Linked DNA regions of Anas platyrhynchos: region 1 is linked to region 2. The links are chromatin contacts, called in public Hi-C maps. All regions are on one chromosome and are shown on one strand. The core of a region is the stretch at or near the end of the contact, and the rest is flanking DNA. Distances in the headings are between cores, read along the strand shown. Region 1 overlaps PARD6G (par-6 family cell polarity regulator gamma). Region 2 overlaps CARMIL1 (capping protein regulator and myosin 1 linker 1).

Evidence for each region. A called contact is a pair of places that touch in the nucleus more often than the background predicts.
Region 1: a Hi-C map of liver shows a contact between it and region 2, with 3 times the contacts expected there. The contact joins two enhancer-like sites. A contact is called at or near these places in 5 of 8 Hi-C or Micro-C datasets (F1 follicle, liver, skeletal muscle and 1 more).

What each region holds. Positions count from the first base shown.
Region 1 is chr2:62,954,496-62,960,492 of IASCAAS_PekinDuck_T2T, forward strand. All of the region lies in intron 3 of PARD6G (par-6 family cell polarity regulator gamma), which reads left to right. Among named protein-coding and RNA genes, the nearest start is that of BLOC1S4, 16 kb to the right of the region's middle. Within about 2 kb of position 4,571, at least 2 of the 8 cell types and tissues checked have an H3K27ac peak or open chromatin away from gene starts, as enhancers often do.
Region 2 is chr2:62,836,748-62,843,009 of IASCAAS_PekinDuck_T2T, forward strand. It overlaps CARMIL1 (capping protein regulator and myosin 1 linker 1), which reads left to right. Exons shown (of 38, transcript XM_072034847.1): 34 at 1-394; 35 at 4,811-4,889. Among named protein-coding and RNA genes, the nearest start is that of SCGN, 17 kb to the right of the region's middle. Within about 2 kb of position 2,359, at least 1 of the 8 cell types and tissues checked has an H3K27ac peak or open chromatin away from gene starts, as enhancers often do.

The DNA of each region.
Region 1 (5,997 bases), core at 3,321-5,820, 120 kb after region 2:
CCTGGGTCGTTACCCCCTGCATGGATTGTTATCCCCTCTGGGGAAAAAGTGGATCAGAAGGTGCACGATAAACTAATGTGGTAGTTCGGCGTGTCTGTATGCATCTAATTCTTCCTCTCCCTTTTCACAGAGAGTGTGACTTCTTGTCGTTTGACTGAGTTGCATGATTTTAAGTCAGCTGAAGGCTCTTTGCTTCCTTCCTCCAGCCTCTGCTTGTTTCATGTGCTGTAGCCTCGCAGTCACCACTGCTGAAGAAGAAGGGATGCTTTGGGGGAGTCTGTAAGTGGGAATATCAAGGCACTGGTTATGCAAAGGGAGATAGGAATCGTTCCAGGCAGCAGCATGGCTTAGGGGCATTTTGTATGCCTCGGCTTTTCCCAAACGTGGTGTTGGCACCTCTTCCACGTTGGCCCTTCTGCGCGTATCAGCTTTCCCCTTCTGAGACTGGGAGCCTGTCTGAGTCATCCTTTGATTCTTGTCTTCCACGTTCTTTTTTTCTTCAGGGGTTCAGTAACATGCACGAGCAGTTGATAAGCCAAGTGCCTCCAGTTGCAGAACTGCTTTTACTTCCACTGCTCCCAGGAGGCTGTGCTGTGGTTTTGGGCCAGCCCTGTTCGTGTTCAGACACCTCTCGACATGTCTGTCAGGTGTGCTGTCTTTCCTCTCCCTCCCTCCCTCCTGTTTTTCTTGATAGCTGCATGAGATCATCCTTCACCAACACCACCCCCTTAGCCCTCCTCCCAGCACCTAACATTACAGTGCAGACTTTTAGTTTTTTTTTTTCTCTGTGGTCCCAGCTCTTGCTCCCTGCACAGACCTCTGCTGGCCCAGTTTCATCCCCCTGCTGCCTTGAGTAGTGTTTCTGTAGCAGTACCAAAGAGGGGCGATGTGTTTCCTGCACTTTTAAGCTGTTCTTTGCAGGCCTGCAGATGTGATGAAAACAGCAGCACCACAGAGCCCTGAGGTACTTTCCCTAAAGGTGAGAAGGACGGTGGCTTGAAGAGTTTGGGCCATCCTGGTTTCCTCAAGAACCCATTTTCACAAAGTGGGTGAGCTTGAAGTAAGCGTTGCCTGGAAGTGGATGTCCCTAGTGTTTAAGAAGCTGATGGAGAGAGAAAGGAGGAAGGATTGCGAAATGCAGTGAGGTTAATTACATGGTGAAGTGCCATCGTCAAACTGCGGCCTAGTGGAATCGCAGTGTGAATCCCAGTGCTGTAGCTCAGACCTGGCTTCATGAAAGTCCCCCCACTCCCTTAAGCGTGCTGAGGGACAGATTAGGAGGAAGATCTCAAGGCTAGACCCTGACATTGAAGGCTTGACTGCAAACAAAAGCCAGGACCCACTGTCTCCAGAGAAAACAGATAAATCCAATAGCTTGTCCAGGTGAGCCGTGGTACTGTCCCCTCTCCAGGCCCCTCTGCTCCTGTCAGTTCTCTGCAGATGGGGCCGGGGGTGCTCTGCCACGCTTAGAGCAGGATCTGTGCTGTTGCCTGTGTGTGGATCCTTCAGATGACATCTGCAAGGGCTAAACCCACAGGCCTTAACCCTTTACCCTTAGACTTGAGGGCTGTGAGCAGCCGTGGAGGCAGCAGCCAACCTTTTGAAGCAGGCTGCTGTTCGGTACCATGAGGAGCTGAGCACGTCACGCAGCCAGCGGTTTGACTTTTAAAGCTTTTTTTGTCCTATGCAGATGCATTCACGTGGAGTTCACCGTCCCTCTGATGTTAGCCACATGGCCTGGCTTCAAGACTTACTCCGCTGAGCTTTTCATTATCTGTGCCCCGACGTGTGTGTGTACGTGAATGTTTCTTTTCCCAGGAGGAGCTTGATGAGGGCAGAGCTGCTTCGCTGTCCTTTTGATCTTGGGCTCCTTTGGGATTGAAAGAGAAGCTTAAAAGGTTTATTCTGAAGCCAGGGAAGGTGGACAGCCGCTTGCTAGCTCGCTATCATTGGGATTTTTGTTAACGATCCTTCAAGTGTTTCTCCTCGAGTCCCTTATCTCCAAAGCAGAAGTTGTGACTCGATTTCCTGCGTGCTTTCCTCCGTCGGTCCTTTAGATGTGGTGCCCGTATTGTCAGGTGATAGCACCCGTGAGGTGGCTGATTGCTCTGAAGGCCTACAGAACATTAATAGCTGATGTAGAGTTGATTCAGAATTGTGCCCGTGGAGCAGGCGAGGCCCAGGCTGTTGAGTTAGGACCACCTTTACCCCTAAGGACCAATCTTTTCAGCCTGTCCTATAACGTGTTGGTCATGAGTTCATCACTTGCTGCTATAAACGTGACTCTCTGACTATCCAAGCACATATCCTGCATGAAATAATCCTGTCTTCCCAGGCTATTTCTGTGATTTTTATTTTTATTTTAACTTTGTACTCACAGAAACTTCTTAGGAAGGGAGCAGGAGGACAGCGAGCTTGGGGGGGTTGATAATTTCATTAGTAATTTTGAGAGAGGTCTGACTGAGTTGGCTTGGCCTGGAAACTTCTCCGTATTTAGCTCGGAGAACTGAAAAGTGCTTGTTAATGCGTTTGGTATCCTGTAGTTAAAGACAGGTTAGGATGAAAATAATGTTGTTACTATTGGTCCGTGGCACTGCTGGTAGCCTTGCTGTTGTTGCACTAACCGGATGAATCCCAAACCTCTAAGCTACCACAGGGAGAGGCAAAAAGCCATAGTCAGTGACCTACAGGAACTAGCAGTGACTTCCAATTGCTCAGAGGCTCCCGAGGAAGATTTTACTTGGCCACAGAAACCACTAGCCTCGCTGGAGAAAGATACAGCAGTGGGTCTGGATTGCTGTAGCAAGGCTGAGATCAAGCTGGGGTCACGCAGTGGCACGGCTCGCTGCAGCCCTGAGCACAGTGTCAGGGCCTGCCTGATTTGGCCACAAAAAACCGACCAGAAGTCTACCCAAATTCACGCTTGGGTAGAGCAGGTAAGTCTCAGGTGTGTTTCCCATACTGCTTTTTCTACCCTTGGTGGGAAGAGCATCAAAGACTTCATACCGACAGTTTTTGTGGTCGAGGTGAAATGTAAAGCTGAGGTGGGCTTTCCCTTCAGCTGCCTCTTCGCAAGCAAGACCAACAATAAAGTTCGGTCAAGGCAAAGTTGCTTTCTGAATTAAGTCCAGATTACATTTTTTTTGTTGTTGGTTTTTGTTTTTAATTCCCTAGGCCCTTTTGGCCTAGATTTGGAAAGTGTGAAATGTTTGATACCGCGTGGCTGTCTCCTAGACCACAGTGGGCTGAAATAAATGAAAAGGCGTGATCCCATCCTCTCTTGGGGGGTAACACACATTGGTTCAGTTTAGGGTAGAAAATCTTGTGTATTAGAGACTGAAATTTAAGTACTTGTTTATTTATTTATTTATTTATTTATTGGAAAAGGGAATGAGGGACTCTGTTCTGCCACTTTTCTGTGGGGAGGAAGGCTTTTAAAAAGGTGTTTTATCCCGAATCTGGTTATGGGTCCAAACCTTTGAAAGCTGCGAGCTCCATCTTTTTGTATACAGATACATATACATACATGTACATGTACACCAGTCCTCTGCAGGTATCCCCCAAGCTTAAATCTCTTGAATTTGAAGACAGAGTGGACCAAAAAAAGTGGACACAAGAGGATGTCTGTGGAAAGAGACTAGAACAGAAAGGGCAGCTGTATTAGCAGGGTGAGTCAGGTCAGTAGCTGGCAAAATATTTGGTACCCCAGGTGGTTCACCTACCTGTGGCCCCATTTTTGATTGGTGTTTATTATTTTTTCCTTCAACTTCTCTGTGTTGTGTGGAGCAGCTGCTGAAGGGCTGCTTGCATTAGTGTGATCAGCAGCGCTCGGGATGCTCCAGGCTGATAAGCAAGCTCCTCTTGGACAACGCAGTCGCTTGTCAGGATGAAAGAGACGTTGAGCAACGGCTTCCTGCCTGTGCCATTCCTCTCGCATTAGTTGCTGCTCAGCTTCTGCAATGGCTCTTAATCAACAAACTCCAGGTTAGCCTTCTAGATAAACACGAGCTAATGACTCAAAAACCGGTGGGGTACTTCAGGTGTTAGCTTGTAATTGGAAGTCCCCTCCCAAGTAAGTTTTCAAGTCGAAGGGTAAACAGGAATTCCTCCATTTTCTCCACCCTGCTGACAGCATGACTTCCTCGGATGGAAATTATCTAAGGGGTGCAATCCGGATCTTTTTTTATTTTTTATTTTTTGCATCAGAGGTGTTGACAGGTTATAACAAAGCCTGTAAATGTTAGAGCTGGAATCTGTTGACTGTGTTGCTGCCACAGAGCACATGGGACAGAGCAACAGTTTTTACGGCCCATTGGAGATGCAAAGAGTGAAAATATTGGTGGAGGAGGGAAAAAGCCTGATACAGTTGTTTTATTTTACATCTATTTAAATGCTTTTTGGGGAGATGGTCCCCTGAATCCATTTGTTTCCATTCTAACAGGAGTGATTTCTTCAAATGGGCACAGTGAGAGCGCTGTTGTACAAGGGCAGGCTTTTTTTTGAAGAGTCTGCAAATAATTGTGGTTGGTGATATGTGTGTGCTGACAGCTGGAATATCTGCACGAGCAATTAGCAGGATCTGCAACAACTGCAAATGCCAGCTCGGGACACTATCTAAGCGCTGCCCTGCGCGCTGAAATGCTGGAAGTGGGAATTTTAAAGCTAATTTAAGAAAGCTGTTTCCTCCTGGGAACAAAACAGGTTTCATAATGATGACTCGCGTTTGCAAAGACACATTTTCTGTCTACTGAGAAAATAAGGTCATTTACAAATGACCTATGATGCATGCAGCAGAGACCTAGTGTTTTATTAAAAGAAAGTGAGACCCTGGCAAGGCTTTTATTTTGTGTTTTTTTGGGGTTAGGGTGTTAAAAACGTAAGCCACCTTTGTTTCTGCCTGCTAACCAGTATCAGCAGATAAGGCACGGACTGTACACTGTGAAGGAGAAAACACGAGGATTGAAGTGCCTTAGTCAAGCTGTTCTACCTTATTTTAATGCCTTCTTAGGGCATCTATAAATCCCAGAAGAGAAAGGGAGGACTGCGTGCTGATGGTTATCTTCCTCTGTTTGAGGCCTTAAGGAAAGCAACCTGGAGACTTGCAAGAAGAGAATTAAACAGGCTAGGAAGGATGCTTACAGAGTTTTAAAGTGCCAGGGTACGTCTCCTGCTTTCTGAATCCATGTGGTAGAAGGGGTTTGTGTCCTCATTTTTTGCACGTCGGCTGTTTAAAGGCATGCAGTCGTTGCATGTGATCCTCATGCAAATATCCAGCTTTCACCATTTCTAAAGCATTTTTGGTAACAAAGGCAGTTTGCATACTCTGGAGAGAAGAAATCCTCTGGGGATAATAGATCTGTTGGAAGTAGGAAGAGGGAAACCAGCTTGAGGACCCTGCTGAGTGACTAGACTTCCTCTCAAGTGGCTGCTCGGTGGTGTTCCCAGCCTGCTAGCCAGCCTTTTGGCTGACACTTGGCCTAACTCCCCCGTGCGTGCCAGAAGTCTGGTTCAGGGCCCTCCCCTTCATGTCTGCTTCAAAGGTGCAGTTAATGCGGCTCCATTAGCCATTCTGGAAAGGAAACTTTGAGCTCAAAACGTAAGGTGCGTTAGGGTTTTTCTTTGAAGTGATGTAAGGAAGACTTCCCTAAGCGTCAGCACTTCTCACCGAGCTCAAAAGAAGCTCGGTGCTGATCCTGAGGTGGTGTTTTTCTCCAGCAGCTGGGACAGCTGTTGGAAAAGCCTGGTTTTCAGGTGCACTTACGTGTAAACGACTTCTGAATTGAGGGTTTTACGGCCTCTGAACTGGAGGCTTGCTGCTGGCCATGCTTAACTCAAAGTGCTGAGACACCGACTTGTTAGAGCTGGTAAACAGAGCTGCTGCCTCACCGGCTGGTGACATTATTTCCTTCTGGATATTCCCTGCTGCCTTGCGAGCCACTGCCAAGGTATATAGAGTGACTCACTTCTTGTAGTGCTTCCAAGGTGGAATTTCTTCAG
Region 2 (6,262 bases), core at 1,109-3,608:
TGAAGCAGGTGATGAGAAGAAGAAAAGGGACTCAAGGAAGAGTGGCTTCCTTAACTTAATCAAATCAAGGGGCTCCAAATCTGAACGTCCACAGACTGTGGTGGTGGCTGAGGAGCCCTCCTCACCCAAGGTTGCTGCGAAAAGCCCAGCTGTGGATACAAATAAGAAGGAGCCAAAACCTGCAGAGCAGAACGGTGGTACGGAGCGATCCGAGGAATTAAAGACGCCAGACTCGCTGGAGGAGGCACAGCCGGATGATGCTGCAAAGGCTGAGAGGGGTGACAGCAAAGGAAGCCCTCAAGGAGGCCGGAGGTATGGCGTGCAGGTGATGGGCAGTGGACTTCTCGCAGAAATGAAAGCCAAGCAGGAGAAGAGAGCAGCCTCTGCTCAGAAGGTGAAGGCAGTTTGATTTCTCTTGAGTTGTTGTAAAAAATGGACGAGAGCTAGGTGTCTCCAGGGGAGGGGCTGCAGGGGCTGGTGGCTGGGGCTTGTCACATCAACCCTGCTTTCCACCAGGGGTTACAGAGCTCTTGAAGGAGGACTGTTCAGTGCTGGCTGGGGTGGTTGAACATGAATGGACCAGGCAGCACACAGGAGAAGACATGCCCTTAAGCCTGCACTTTTTCTCCTTGTGCAGAGGAGGCAAAGCCAGCTCTTGCACTTGATGTCAGGCCACCACAAGCACAGTAGAGGACACGTAACTGTTTGCACATATTACAGAGTAATTTGGGAGCAACTAGTGAGCACAGTTTGGATGTCTGCACTCTATATGATGTGTGGTTTGCTCAAATGTAATGGAAGCATGCTTAGCATAAAGCCAGAAACAAGTGTTTACTGTGGTGCCCTGCACACTGTACCCTCAGGTGTTTGGCAGAGTTAACTACACACTTCTCTTTTGGAAGGTGATGTAGCAAGTTGGAGAGATGTGTCATATTTTAAATTACATATCCCATGCGGTGAAGTAAATCTGGTTTCCAGACACTGTTTATAGCTATTCAGCTCATGGTTTTTTTTTTGTTACATTTCTTAATTTTATGTCCTTTTGTACCACACCTAATTATTCTTATACCTTGGTTTTCTGTGTTTCAAGTACTAACACTCAAAACAATAACACATTTAAAAAAATACACGACCTATTCTCCACAATCTTCATGTTATCCTCATGTTGTAATATCCTCGTGTAACTCCAAAGCTTTTTGTGCCAAAATATTTTGCCTGATGCCCATTTCCCATTGACCTTACCACTGTCAGACCCTGTTTCCTCCCAGCTGCAGTTCTCATGTCCTAAAGTTACCAAAGGATCAGTGATTTCCTCCTTCTCTCTTCCTCTCTGGCATGCTGTCCATTCCTCACCATTTACCCTCAACAATTTGGAAGACGTCACTTCATGGCAAAACTCATCTGCAAGCTTTGCCATGTTTTCCTTTAAAATTCTGCACAGTTACCTAACTGGATCTGAGCAAGACACTCAAATGTTATTTTTACATCTCTTCTCACTCTTAGAGTACTTGCTGTCATGTCTGAACTATTGCTGCAAACCCTGAGGTCTTAATAAGAAGACCTCAGCATATGGCTAATAAGCTATGTGCTCGTTAAAGTGATCCTCTGCACAAAAACGATTTTTCTAAGGAAATGACCTATTCCCACCTTTCTGATTGGTGCCAAGTAGTGCCCATGAATAGTCTCATTGATTTCTAAGACACCAAGTTTTCAAGTAAAATGCTAGATGATTGTAAATAAGACTGTTACAGTCTGCATAAAACACTGGCTTACACCAGATAATATATATATATATATTTATATAATTGCATAAATGGTTTACTTGGTGCTCTTCAATTTCTTAACACTTGTCCTCTAAATTTAGTCCCATCTGGGGTGATGTGTTTGAGGTAGACTGTTAGCAGGCATACTTTTTTTTTTTTTTTTGAAAGTGGAGAGAGTAAAAGTCTGCTTCCATTGATTAGCTTTCACAGCATTGATTGAAAACCTGAATTTCAGCTATCCAAAAGGAAGACTGTTACCTTTTCCCAGTATTATGTTTTTCACCCTTTGAGGTTTTATTTATTTTTATTCTGTTTTGCAAAAGTTGATATTTATAAAAATGCAAAAGTAGGTCATTTGGGGTTGTGTTTGTTTTTTTTTTTAATTTATTTTGTTTTTAATAATAACAAGAAAGCTGAATTGAAATAGGAATCTCTACATGGCAGGGTAGTGACTAGCTATTTCTTAATGTTGCCCCCACCACAGAAAATTGAACTGCTGTTCAAAAGAATTTTTCACGTACTTCATCCTAGATTGCAACAGCAGCCGGTTTAGTTTTGCACTTCCATTTATGACATTCCTGAAGCTGCAAATCATACAGTATCCTGATGGTTGAGCTGCAGAAGAAAGCATCCCACTACTGTGAAATTGCTTAGGATGGATATGACACCAACTTCCCTAATATCTTCAAATTTATCAGAATTCTAGAGTCACAGAAAATTGTATTTTCCTTTAAGGTACAGATGGCTGCTTATATTCTGAGTACTTTTACGTGAAAACAAAGCCAGAAGGAATTTACTATTCCATTCATACCCTCCTGCAATCTTGTTACAGATACAAGTGATGAGCAGGTGCACAGTAGATGGAAAGATGGTAAATGCTTTTTTGTTTTCTTTTGCTTAGAATACAACGTGAGAATTGGCATTAATGGTGGAGATAAATATGTGCAATTAGTGTAACTGCTAGGCATGCCTAAAAAGATCTTTTAGCCCCATCTAGTGTTTACAGGCTGCATTTTTAAATACCTTGAGCAAGACCTAGGAGCAGACAAGCTCATTTGTAACCTGCTTATTCACTTGCTGTTGCACCCAACAGAAGTATTTCCCAATCCTGCACATATAAAAAGTTCCATATAAAAGTAGAGCCTGGTCACTATTTATCTGCATGATAAATTTCCCTGCATTTATCTGACATGACTGAGAGCTTCTCAGGGTATATTTTTGCAGTCAGTGCTTAGTGTTGTCTCAGGACTGTAAGCAGTTTGTAATGTGTGTACACTAGTTAGCCAAACATGCTGACATTGCATTTTTAAAGTACTGCATTAAATGCCAGCACTGGCTTTTGTGTTTGTCTCTGTATGTGGTAGTATTTCCCCAGCAATCCCAAAACTAGAGAGGGAAGTTATAGAAAAAATAGTTTTCATATTGTCCTAAAGCTCTCTTAAAGTCACTTACTGTAGCTAAACCTTTAGCATATATCTTCAATATGTACCTAGAAAAATCATTTTGGTGAAAGTTCATGAGAATTCATATTCCATGAAAAAATTGTTAGTAATTCAGTTGTCAAAGAGTTCGTTTGCTAAGGTATGGGAAAAAGATCCAGTAAATGGAGAGTGGCATTCCCTTCAAAAATATGTAGCCAAGATTGTCTTACAAAGAAATACCTAATTTTAGGAGGTAGAGAGGTGAGAATTGAGCCAAAATGCCATTGACAGACAAGAAATGGGAATAAAAATAAACCTGGAGCTCTCACCTAGTGGTACAAAGCATAACATTCCTGCTAGATTTGGATGGGACTTTGTTTTGTTGATACAGGCAATGTAGCTTACAACTCTAGCTCTTCAAGTCATCGTGTTTCTAGAGTGCTTCTGATGGGAAAACAATTTGTTTTGCTTACATGTGGTTTTTAACATACAGATGACTTCATACTTAAAACCTGTAGTACAATCCCTTAGACTGGATTGCTGCATGGTGTCAAGGTAATTTTACAGGACAGGAAGTTTTATTTTGATTCTAATTGCATCCTCCTTAATGCAGTGTGCCATTTAAGCATGCACCTATCCTTAGAGGAGAGATAGGAAGACAGACACATCCTATACAGGAATTGCAGGCATTCAGCACCTCCATCCTTTTCTTTGTTGCATTAAAGAGTCGCTTTGTTTTAGGAGCTGTGTGATTATATATGAGCAAAATGGAGGTATCCATAAATCTGTAAGGCCAACCATGCTGTTTTCTCTATCACCCCCCAAAATCTGCTTCTCCTAAATTTGCTGAATTACCACCACAGGGGAAAGACACATGGACAGCATATTTAGACATCACTCCTTTATGTTTATACTTACAATACTATTTCAGTCTAAATCTGTGCTCCTGCTACTGTGACTGTTCTCTTCCTTCCTGCCTTTCTGTTGTCCAATTTTTACCTACAAATAGGATACCTTTGGGTCGTAAGCTCCAAAGGACAAGAACTCTCCCTTTTTTTAGAGGTGGTGAAAATCCAGCAGCCTTTGTGATGTGTCACTTTAAACACTTTTTAATAATAAGATCTATTTGTTTTTAAAACAATCCTGTAAATACATGAGTGCTGCTACTTCTGGAGTTGTAAGCTTATCTAAAATACAAAGTTATTTTTGTACGTGGAAGAGCATAAGGTCCATCCATAGCAGTCTTACATTCAAAATGCAGATCTTTGGAAAAAATACTTTTCCTTTTAAATCTAAATGAAAAATGTTTAAATATGAAGCTGTCTTTGGAGAAAAGACTTTATTAGTTTCAATTCCTGTACATTAGTAGACCTGTCACTTAGGAGGCAATGTGTCACTGCAGTTTTGCTAGGCATCAATGCTAGTGATCAATTCAGTGTAATTTATTTTCCACTTGGATTTCCAGGACATGGAGAATAAACAAGGAAGTGCATTCAGCGTCAGTACTTGCACAGTGTTTTTTTTTGCCTTAGGGTTTCCAAATCAGTGCTTTTTTTCTAACAGAACCACCAAGTTGTATTAATCATAGATCTATTATTAACATGAGACCTTTTATCATTCTTTCAGAAACTTGGAAATGACACAGCTTCCAGGGAGTCTTCTGACACAGCGATGAGCTCAGAACGGTTGGATGGAAGCGGTACAGGTACAGTCTGGGTTTCCTGGTATAAACTCTTTCTGGAAAAAAAAAAACAAAAGTTCAAAATCACTCCTTCCTCCTCGAATTATGTACCTAACAATTGCTTAAGCAAAACACGAACTTACGCTAAGTGAACAAGATTAAAAACAAGCTTGCTTTTGTACTGTGTTTGACAGTGCTGCTTGTCAAGTCAGCTCGAGAGCTGTGTTGATGGCTGGTTGTTTTACTCCTGTGCTTCATGCTGCAAAGGAGGGAAAGGAGTCGGTGTATGTGCCTCAGGCTCCTTCTAATGGGTCGTGATTTGTAACAGAATTGGCAAAGCTAGAGCTGAACCCAGGAGCCAGCAAAAATATCTGCACACAAAGTGAAACTCCTGAATACATCTGAAGACCTCAGTACAACCAGTTTGCAAGGTTAATAGTAGTCAGTGTGGGTACCAGCTTGAGTAGTCCCAGCTTCTGGTTATCAGAAAACACATCTCACAGGCAATGGAGGTTGGCTTTTCCCAGGCTTTAAATGGCTTGAGCAAAATCAGGGCTGTCTGCAAAGCTGTGGAGGCCCAGGGATGCTGCCTGCATGCAGAAAATACTTAAATAAACTTGGTACTTACAGCACTGAATCACTCTCCAGCTAGGCCTGCTGTGTACTGGCTGAGGGCTCTTGTCAGGCTGTAGTGCTGGGCCCTGGAATGGCAGTGCTTTCTTTACCACTTTTGCTTGAGAGCTCTCCAAGGCTGCTCTTTGCTATTGTGGCCACAGTTTGTCTTTGGCTTGGGTTAATTTATTTCAACTTGCTGGGTTCTAATAATATTAGCAGGCCTGAGGTTAGGAAGGCAAGAAAGAGAGTTAATGGAAAATTGCTGGATGTTGCTACAGGAAGACTACAGATCATGATTCAGAAGGAGAATAAGTTGTTGTTGATATTATTTTTATTTATATTTATTTCTTCATGCCTGGGTATCACCTGCTCTTTTGTATGCACATAGACACAGGTGGAGAGAGCATCCTGCTGCTTTGCTGACAGCACAAAGGTTTATTGCATGCCTGCAGACATGAACTCCCCCTCTCACACACTCGCACAAATACATACTTAGGCACACAACTCTCACTAGTTAGCCAGAGTTTAACTCCGGCTGGGCTGAAAAACAGCTATGCAGGCTGGAAGAATGTATTGGAGATTGGCTTGCAACAAAATACATCCAACACGCCTCTCCCGTTGCCACTAAAATGCCTGTGCTCAGCACTCTCATAACAAGCAGGGTTTCTGGATGGGAATAGCAGGTAGGTAGGTCAAGGGAAGTCTGTGAGCTTTGCCAGGTACCAAGGCAACCAGTCTGCATTTCGGTTAGTCTGTCGTTCGGTTCCTGAGAATAAAGATGG